2 separate regions of the Mus musculus genome follow, and region 1 is linked to region 2. A link is a contact called in public HiChIP or PLAC-seq data. All regions are on one chromosome and are shown on one strand. Each heading gives the region's core, a stretch centred on a gene start, on an enhancer-like site or on the middle of the called end of the contact. The rest is flanking DNA. Distances are from core to core; before and after follow the strand shown. Region 1 holds the start of Rragb (Ras-related GTP binding B). Region 2 has its middle 60 kb from the start of Usp51.

What was found. HiChIP or PLAC-seq counts read pairs in DNA pulled down with a chosen protein or histone mark.
Region 1: an H3K4me3 HiChIP or PLAC-seq map of neural progenitor cells shows a contact between it and region 2, with 6 times the contacts expected there. The contact joins the promoter of Rragb here to the enhancer-like site in region 2. A contact is called at or near these places in 4 of 39 promoter capture datasets (cranial neural crest, embryonic stem cells, erythroid cells and 1 more), 10 of 484 Hi-C or Micro-C datasets (Sertoli cells, cerebellum, cortical neurons and 5 more), 5 of 115 datasets of contacts at active chromatin or transcription factors (embryonic forebrain, embryonic stem cells and neural progenitor cells) and 1 of 9 other capture datasets (pancreatic islet).

What each region holds. Positions count from the first base shown.
Region 1 is chrX:153,136,371-153,141,771 of GRCm38.p6, reverse strand. It overlaps Rragb (Ras-related GTP binding B), which reads right to left and starts at 1,814. Exons shown (of 11, transcript NM_001004154.2): 1 at 1,197-1,814; 2 at 375-408. The coding sequence starts at 1,288.
Region 2 is chrX:152,943,477-152,948,899 of GRCm38.p6, reverse strand. No RefSeq gene overlaps it. Among named protein-coding and RNA genes, the nearest start is that of Usp51, 60 kb to the left of the region's middle. Within about 2 kb of position 2,504, at least 19 of the 459 cell types and tissues checked have an H3K27ac peak or open chromatin away from gene starts, as enhancers often do. A contact at or near this core is called in cortical neurons, neural progenitor cells and ventral hippocampal neurons, where this site is marked.

The DNA of each region.
Region 1 (5,401 bases), core at 565-3,064, 190 kb before region 2:
CTTCACAAGTGATACTAAATCCCAAAAAGGTCAAGAAATATTGCTCCTGAGCTACAGTCTTAGGGATATTGTCTAAGTCCCAATAAAAGTGCAAAGCAAAGCAAAGAACATCCAATTCCAGCTAGAAAAAAAAATTGCACGTAACATTTGATTTGGGTTAAAGAATCAGTGCACACACAGAGGGCTGTGTAATATTTGTATCTGGCTTGACTCCATGAGATTAATTTTAGACAAAGTAAATCTGACAGTAAATAAGGGGATGAGTGTCTCAAAGACCCCATAGATTCTTGCCACAATCCAGAAAAAGCCAGATTCCCTGAACTGCAGCTTCTTACCTTTTTCTTCATGTTACTGATGTAGCTAACACATCTTACCTTTTTCTTCATGGCTGCATTTGGCATTGCCCACCTGTAGATATAAACCAAAAGATGGTGTTTTCGTGATCTAATTGCCGGGGGCGGGGGGTGGGGGGGGGGACACACAAGTAAACTGAAAGATGCAGACGAATATTCTTTAAAGCAGCTAAGTATGGATGAGACCTCTTTTCAGAAGTCTTCATTTTCCTAAATTATAAAGCTGGGTTTATGCTCCCTGTTTCCTTCATCAGCTCGGGAGACGCTTCCTAGGATGGCATATTTAGGAATAGAAACCATTTAAATTCAAGATTTGATATTTTGTCATAAAGCTGAAGCAACACTCTGGGTACTTTTATAAATCAAACAATATTGTCATAATCTGAATACTATTTTTTTTAAATTCATCTCCGTATTTTTCAAATCTAGAAGCATCTTTGGACCTTCAATCGTCCTTCCAAGCTGTATTTCATTCATTAAAGGCACAAAGTACATATAACGCAGTTCTCAAATAGGCATATCGCACTATACGTCATTGGTCAGCAAATGTCTGTCCTTTCCTTTTTTATCATCAACAAGGTGATAACATCAAATAACCTTTATAGAAAACAGAAAACAACTCAGAACTGTCTCAATTAGAAGACTACGCATAAACCAGGAATCCCACATCCAGGCAAAGGGTGTTTCTATTCTGTTTTCCGTCATCAAGGGCATGATATCAATCAACCATATTGGTAAATTAAAGCAATTCATCACTGCAGGTTAGAGGTTGTTGCATCTCACAATACTCTTTACAATTAGCATGCCCTCCCTCCCAGGTGCAACATAATCCCCTTTACCCACCCAAGCGATCCTTCCGGCTCCCCTAGAGGAGGCTCCACTTTTGGGCCCACATTCTCTTTCTCTGTCTTTTTCTCGGAGTCAGATTCTTCCATCGTGCAACAAGTCCTTCACAGTGCCTTCTAAATCCGCAGTACCGTTCTTCTGGCTCACCTGCCTACGCTCAGCACCCAGGGCCCGCGGGGCCTGATCTATCCCTGCCTCCGCCTTTGTCCACTGGGGGGCCGCTTTTCCCACAGTTACCTTTACCGACCCGAACTTAGTCTCCAGGCACAGCCGAGCAGGCCAGCCCAAAGGAGCAAGCGATTCGATTCGGTGCGTGCAAAGGAAGAGATGGAGGAGAGGGAGGGCAAGGTGGATGAGGAGTTGGTCCCGAGTTTGGGCCTCACTCGCCAAGGTCTCAAGACCCAAAGGTAACTTGGTCAGCTTCTGTACAGACTGCAAAGGCTGAGATAACGGAATGAGCGGAGCGGAGCTGCAGAAGCAAAGCGGTCACTGCCTGGTGGCTCCTCCCGACCTCGCTGCCAGTCACGGTCCGCCTGAGGATGCTCTTACTTCCGCGCCCGCCCTTCAGGAGCGCAAGAACCTCACCGCAACCACGCTACTGCAGGCCAGGATCACGTGGGAACCTGCCGTAGTCCCAGGGCCTGTCACGTGCCGCTACCCTTTTGGGGGGGCCCTGGGTTTGCTTGGAAGAATACCATAGAGACTGCTTTAGGAAAGCCAGAGTGCCACCCGCCATCACGTGGCCCGGGCTCTCATTTCCGCGCCATTGGCCCTTAGGGCGGCCTGCGGGCACCTAGACACTGATGGACGCGGCCCCGCCCACTCGCTGCTCAGAGTTAAAGGAGAAGGTTGCAATTTCAGCACCTGCCAGCTAGCCGTTTTCACTACTCCCTATGATTAGGGCCCTGTGCATTTTTGCATTTTGGTAACTTTTCTTCCCGTTAATCCTTATGACAGTTCAAGTAATTAAAAAAGCAATCCATCTAAAGTGTTTTAAACTGTCTTTCCCATAGAAAACTCTCAATAAGTTGTTATTGCCAGGACCAGAACCACACGGAGGGTTTAACACGTCCGCCACTTAACTTTTAAAAGTTGCAAACATAATTTTAAAGTTTCTGATGATCATCATGAGATACTTGCTACATACAGAGTTTTATGTGGAGAAGAAGTGATTTGTCAACCAGCTCTCAAATCTCAACGCAGCAAGTTCCAACCTCAATGACCTAAGAGCTTCTTAGGCTTGGAACTCTTTTAAATGTGACACCAAGGTTACAGGCTGGGAAAAAGAGTGGCATAGGTTGATGCTCCCTTGAAAGACTGAATTTGCCATTCACAGTTTGTAATGGCCTCAACTTTCTCAGCTTATAGGTAATGTCCTCCAGAGGTCTTCCCAACCCATACTCTATTAGAGTACAACAGTCTTTTGAACCTGCAGTAGTTATTTTCTGTTGTATGCTTTTTAATTCATAATATTCCTTTGTAGTTTTTCTTTTGTTGTTGAGATTATACTGTAGACACATTTCTTTTTTCCCTTTTTTCCCTCCAAACCTTGTCATATAAACAACTCTCCTTGCTCTTTCAAAGTCATGGCTTCGTTTTTCATTGGTTGTTGTTATATGCACATATATGTATATACATATATATTCCTAATATAACCCGCTCAGTCTGTATAATAATCTCATATATATGTTTTCAGGGCTGAGCAGTTGGTATTGAAGAACCAGACAGTGTATTCTTCCCTAGGGAAAATTATTTCTCCTGCTCTGGGCATTCCTTGGTTGCCTGTAGTTCTTTGTGTAGAGTATAATACTTACTGACATGGCAATAATCTTGTTTATTTGATCTCTGAGTATAGGATTTCTATTTAAACGCTATAAGGACAAGCACTTACTTTTGAAAAATGTTCTCCTATACACTAGGTTCACAGACCAGAATGTGTGTATATACTCGATATTCACTGAGTACTGTTTTTTTTATAAAGATAAGAACAAATGTGTTAAGGAATTTCTGATTAATAACAGAAAGGAGAAAATGTATGATAGTTCTTTAATATCCACAACACATGAGTGTATTTTGAGAATGAGCATGCCTAGACATTTTTAGGAAGTAAAGCCAATGAAAAGAGAGGAAACAATTGCTACAAAATTTCTGGAGAGGAGAAGGAGAGGAAGCTAGAGCACAGCTAGCAACATTCCTTCTGGATAGAAGACAAAAATTCTATGGAGACATGAGTAGGAGACAAGAGTAGGCATGGACACAAAGCAGTCTCTAGAAGTTGATGATAGGTGGTGTATATGGGAAACTATCCCAGCTATTGTATTCTATTATCAGTGTTGGAAAAGCAAGATCATTTTGGGAAATTGGCCGAGATGTTAACCATTTGAAAGATAAGCAAAAGAACAGCATAAAGAAGCATGCCGCAAGGATTTCTGTTCGGTACTGAAAGAACAATTAAGGTTGGAAATAGTAAGATGGTATGGCACACATGCATGGATTGGTTTGGGGGTGTGTTTTTTGCTCTAAATGTAATCAACAACCTTAGTGGAGATGATTATAAGACAGGCTAGGTATGACCTCTGAATCTTCTTCCAGGGCTTTTGAAGTTTAAGTAGGAAACAAGGATAAGGAGTCAAGAAATTTATAAACACTCATCTTCACATGTTCAGTGGATGCTCCTGTGAGTAAGGAAAAATATAAACACTTCATAGAGTTGGGTTTTCTTAAAGACAGAAGAAGTGGGACAAAAGTTAAATTGAGTTTGATTTTAGTGAAATAGTGTGATGCTTTGAACAACAATGTTCCCCAAAGGCTCATGTGTGCATTTATTCCCCCAATTGAAGGTGCTGTTTGGAGAAGTTTAAGAGGTGTGGCCTTATTGAAGGAAATATGCCACTGAAGGCAGCTTTTGAAGAGTTTAAAAACCTGCACCATTCCATTGTTCTCTCTGCTTCATTTTTGTGTTTCAAGATGTGAGCTCTCAGCATCCCGATTCAGCTGTCATGCCTGCTGCTTGCTGCAATGCTTCCCTGCTGTGATGGAGTCTTATGTCTCTGGACCCATTACCCAAATAATCTCTTCCTGCTCCAAGATGTCTTGGTCACTGTATTATATCAGAGTAGTAGGAAAGGAACTAATACAGATGTTTGAACTCAATTTCATATTTAAGTTTAAGTAGTAGAAGCTATTCTGAATACTGAGATCTTGATAAAACAGCAGGCCTTAAACAAATTATTAGAATTCTCTGAACCTCATTTTCCTCTAGTATAAAATCTTTTTAATAACAACTTTCTCAGATGTTTTAAGGATTGAACTAGACCATGAAAGAAAATTGCCCCATATAGTGGCTTATCTATAAATGGTACTTAATAAATGATATTTTAAAATGTGAAGTTCCATTCAAACAGAATAATGTCTATACTAGTATCTGATAAACTAGACTTGAAGTCTGAGACAAAAGAGCCATTATATCATAAATAGAGGCATCAACTCCTCAAGAATATATAACAGTTGTAAGTTCATATGTATCCAATATAATATTTCCCAGGTATATAAAACAAATATTCTGGCTGTAAAGTGAAAAACTCTAATATGTTATAGCATGGAATTTCAATACCACACTTTACAAAACAAATAAACAAACATCTAGACAAACTCAGTAAGATTTAAAATACACTTTCTACTGAATGGACTTGATAGACATATCTAGAGTATTCCACAAAAGAGCACAATAGACATTTTCTCAATTCCACTTGGAAAATGCTCCAGACTATTATATTATATCACAAAAATAGAAGAAATTTAAAGATTATAATTGTTATTAAGTTTCTTTTCTGATCACTATGCTATAACACTAGAAATAAGTAACAGAAGTAAAGTTGTAAAATCCACAAACATGTGAAAATTAAGCAATATACTCATGGATATCCAGTGAACAAAGAGGAAATTACAAGAGGAAAGTAAAATGATGTTTATAGCAAAAATGCCTAAGTTAAAAAAGAAAATGTTCAAATTAACAAAGCAGAACTTCTCAAGTAACTAAAAATAAAAAATAAAGTCCAAAGTTACAGAGATATTCCCATCCAGTAAAGATCAGAGCAAAGTGTTGAAATAGAGATAAGAAAAACCAATACAAAGCTCAACCTGAATAGCTTTTAAAAGATAAATAGAAGTGGCAATCCTTTAGCTAGGCTAATTAAAAAAAA
Region 2 (5,423 bases), core at 1,255-3,754:
CAAGATGATTCAGCTGGTAAGTGTGCTTGTAGCTAAGCATGATCCTTGCATTCAATATCTGGGGCCCAAGTGCTGGGAGAAGAGAACCGACTCCCACAAATAGTCCTTTGATTTCCACAGGTTTGCTGTGGCACATGTATAACCTTCCCACACATACACCACCCACGTGCATGTACGTGCACACATATACATACACACACACTAAATAATGTAATATAATTTTAAAAGATTAAGAAGGCAAGGGAAAAGAAAAAAATCCAAATGCAGCTAGCGAAGTGACTCATCAAATTCAAGGTATAACAAACTTATTAGAAACCATGGAAACCAGATTGCTTGTGAACAACATATTCAAACGATGAAAGAAACGGACTAAAAATACATATCTGCAAAACCATATCCTTCAAAACTGAAGGAATAATCAAGATACTATCTGATAAACATATTGAGGCAATGCGTCACTAGCAATTCTTTTCTGCAAAAACTGCTAAAGGAGCTGGCTGGGGCAATACGGACTTGTAGATCCACTCAAGAGACTGATGCAAAAGGATTTTTTTAGTTTGTCTTAAGCAACAAGACATCATTTATTATAAACAAGTATGAGAGGGAGTCTTTTATGGGAAAATGAAACAACTAGACACATATTACAAATTTCAAATGGTTAAACGTTAATTAATAGTAAAAGGTCATGCCCAAACAAATATAAAAGACAGTACTCTGTTGTCAATGTTTTCTTCAAATTTAAGAGGCAATCATAGAAAACAATAATTGTGAAACTATACTGATGGCAATACAATATAAGAGGATGTAAATTGTACAGCTACGATGTATTTGGGGTGGGTTCTCCCTATTTCAATCAAGGAAATCAAAGGAACAATTCTTTAGGTGAGGATCCCTGCTCAAGTGAATCTAATTTGTAGCAACTTGACATTAAAACCAACCATGACAGCAGCTAATTGGTGCTGGTGGAGGGGAGTCATTAACTTTAGTGGTGTGAATTGTCCTGTGGCTGTGGATAACTTCACAGCCATACTCCTGTTGGCAAACCTGCTTAAACCCAGTGGGTAACCAGCAAAACCAACCAAAGTAAAACAATCAAAGAACCCTGCAACTGGGGAGGTGGGGGTGTGCTTGAAGGAGGGAGCCTAGGAGATGGAAGGGGGATAAGAGGGTGGAGCAGGTGAATGACATTTTCAAAGAGTAAATGAAAAAGAAAATAAAACAACAAAGAAAGAGAGAACTGGAATTAATATATCAAACTAATAAATTTTAAGATGAAAATAACTGGTAGAGAAAGGGAAGAAGCTTTTGTAATGATGAACATTTTTAGTTAACAGAAAGGTTACACACAGAGACAATTACACACACACACACACACACACACACACACACACACACACACACACACACCATGACAGTACCATAGTCCACAGAAACAAAGACTGTTGTAAATATATGGAGAAATGAGCAGCTGTACAAAATGAAATTAGTATGGAAAAAATGACATACACAATAGAAAAACTGTAAGAAAAAAATCAGTAAAACAGAAAAAAGTGTGTTATAGAACTTATGAGTTTAATATGGTTAATATGGTTAACAATTAAACATTTTAAATGTCTTGAAGATATACTGGATTTTATGGTGTGATTTGAATATATTCGACACTGGTGAAGAAAATTTGATCTATTCTACCAGTTGCTTGCTTATTTAACACATGAGAGAGAAATGAGAACTATCAGACACTTTATTTATTTTTTTAGAATTTCATACACTTGCGTTTTATATACATAATTTTCACCCTCCTTCCACCCCAAACACCTCAAATTCATGATCTCATCTTCTTTGATTATTGTTATTACATAGACATATAAATGCATTATAGAGCCTGCTGAGTCCATTGTGTTCTTCTCTTATGTATGTACGGCTTTGAAGGCTGAGCTGAGCACCTGGGACTATCACCTGTCAGGACCTTGTCCTCCTCTAAGAGCAGTTGTTAAATGTCTAGAGCTCTTCATCTCTGGGTGAGTCTATTAGCTACATGAAATTCTCACACCACATCACTTATCAAATTCATTTCCTGTTTTATTATATCTGTAAATGATTTTATGTTGTGGCATGCATGTGCACATACACATGATTAAAAAAAAATGAAACAAAAAAGCATCCTGCAAACACTAAAATCCAAAGTGATCAATTCATTATATAGTACCTACCATTTTAAAAAATCAAAATGAGATAATTCTGCTTCGTAAGGCAAGTAGAGACTGTCAAGAAAAAAATTAAAACTCATCTTCATGTATAACAATGACATTTTTAATTATGAGTCTGTAAGCTTCTTTGCTTGGATTTTGGCATCATGTGTTGTGATAATAGCAATATTGATGAGGTTTTCTGTTTTCAAAGGCTGGGAGTCCTGATTTATCTTCCCAGATGTTCCCAATAGCTGTGTCTGTGCTTTTCAGTGTTAAGTAAGTGCATGTCTGGGACCACAGTGTTCCATCACCATGGTTTCACTAGATTTAATAAGCTGTTGCTTAGCAAACCCACTCGTCATCCAGCTATTTTCTCTTTGCACTGTCTTCACGTTATGTCCCTGGTAAAATGTAGCTGAGCCTCTTGGTAATGGAAAATACCACTCTCCACGTAAAATGTAATCTTCACATTTGGGGCTGGGTTCTTTTTTCTTTTTTCCTCAAGTCAGAATGCCAAATATCAGAGGGCATTATAATCCAGTGGTAAAAATAGAATCTCTGGAACAAGCAGATATATTCACCTCTCGGGCTCTTTGACCTTTTGTCAATCACTAATCTCCCTATGTCTCATATTCCTCATTTGTAAAACATAATCATTACATTCATCTCAGAAGGACACCATGAGGAGTAATTTAGATAACATAACTAAAATGCACCTGACACTTCATATGGGCCCATCCATTGTTACTGACATCAAGAGAATAAGGAGATGGTGATAACAAATCTTCCTAATATACATCAACTTCTGTATCGAACTTAATTGATGATCCAGTGAGAATTTTAAATGCTGCATGAATGCAGAATTGAAATGCCTGCTTGCCACAGCTGGCAGAACTCTATGAAGCAATTATACATTTACAATCAGCACAGCATTTATAATGCATCTCAAGGGTCAGAGGCCATTTCTGTGAGTCTAACTGACCTAGGTATCTTGCCATATGTATTTTTTATTTTGTTACATTTCTACTAGTTGTTTATGCACATACATTATACTTACACAGGTATGTACACACATGTACATATGTCTACATATCTATATCTATAGTAACTGTGAGCATATATATTAATATAAATTTTCAGTTATCTGAGTACAGGTAATAAGATCCATGAGACTCAATGTATCCATCTTACCTAGCCACAACTAACTTGTTGGTTTATACTGTGCAGGCATCCATTAGGAAAAATGCACATGTATATACAATGTAAACTAGCAAGTTTTGCTAAGTGCTGTCTTTAGCACTAGAATACATAATGGCCCTTTAGATAATCTATTAATAGTCAGGGGGTCAGATTTACCCTTATAAATTGGCAGATAGAAGTAATTTATTTATAACTGTTCTACTGTGGTGGGGTGAAGTGGATGCTCATAACTAAATAGATCAGGTCCAGGAAAAATTTGAGGCTGCCTAGGAGAAGAATAAAGAAATAAAGACAAAGGGTGGTTGATTGGAGTCCGAGAAGAAAACCATGAAAGAAGCATGAGAAATGAGGGATTTTTCCAGCAAAACCCTGAACCTCTACTCCCTCATATCTTCATGGCTGCCTTGATAAAGACAAATTCTTTATGGAAAGCCTGAAAATTCTTGGATCCTTGTTCAGATTTGGTGCCTGGGGAGGAAATAAGAGTCTATGTGTCTAGATATCAAACACTAAGTTTATATTTAATCTACAAGAACAACCCTTGTGCAAGTGACAGAATGTGGCTCATGTGAAAAGAGAATCATGACCATTCCTACATTACCTAAGTAGCAATATTGTCTTCTAGGGATTTCTACTGTCCCCTCTCAATATCTGTTTCTCCCTTTTCATGGTCTCTCCTTTACTTTCATATCCTACACATGTATGTGCACACTCTCTCTCATATGAGAGAACACAGATGATATTTGCCTTTCTGATTTTGGCATATTTCATTTAACCTACTGACCTCCAGTTCCATGTACTTTCTGCAAATGTAATACCATTTTTCTTATGGCTTAATGAAACTCCATTCTAGATATGAACTATCTCACTCTGCTCAAGATGTCTATTTTGAAGAAAACAAATGACAACAGATGCTGGGGAGGATGTGGAAATAGGGAACTCTTAAACAGTTGCTGGGAAAGTAAACTGGTTCAGCCACTTTGAAAATCAATGCAGATCTCTCTCCCCTCTCCCCTCTCCCCTCTCCCCTCTCCCCTCTCCCCTCTCCCCTCTCCCCTCTCCCCTCTCCCCTCTCCCCTCTCCCTCTCCCCTCTCCCCTCTCCCCTCTCCCCTCTCCCCTCTCCCCTCTCCCCTCTCCCCTCTCCCCTCTCCCTCTCCCCTCTCCCCTCTCCCCTCTCCCCTCTCCCCTCTCCCCTCTCCCCTCTCCCCTCTCCCCTCTCCCCTCTCCCCTCTCCCCTCTCCCCTCTCCCTCCTTTGCCCAGGCTGGCCTAGAACTCACAATCAGCTTAAGTGTTAGCATTACAGCATTTAGTGGCTCCTTCCCTTTCCTTCTCTCCCCCTCTCTCTTCTGGTCTCCCTGCCTCTCCTCTGTTTGTGTATTTCTCCTGTATGGGGTGACTCAAAGTGAGTAATTGAAGCCTCTGCCATTAGTTGTGTGGGTTAACTACCCTGGAAGCATATCTCCAGCCCTAGTGATAATGCTTGTAGACAACTGATAGGTGATGGGTTACAATTGAAGTTTTAGCAAAAACCTCAAGAAGAGCTCTGTACCAAATCACTGGCAAAACACCTCTTACATTGTTGACTTGTCTATGAGTGAAATAATACATATTAATGTTATAAGCTGCTATGTTTGGAAATGAATTAGTTCTGCAATGATAGATAACTACAAAATGGGATAAAATAGAAACTAAAGAATGATGACATGCAGCTTAAATGAATGTGTAAAATTAAAAACCCATTGAAACATTATTGAGAAGGCAGAGGGGCAAGAACTAGCCAGCAGAAAAGCAAGTGCAATCTTCAGCAACCCAGAGCAAAATATGCATCTCTGTCCTTTATAGCAAGAGATAGTTTGAATTAAAACTGGGCTATTTTATCTCTTATCATCCATTCAAAAATTGTCACCCATTTGGACTAAAGTCTCAACTTTCCCCTGAAAATGTTAAGTAACAGTACAAGTCACATAAAGATGTATTGTCAGAAAAAAATGCTAGGAAAAAATGGAAATAAATTTTAACAGTGAAAATGGTG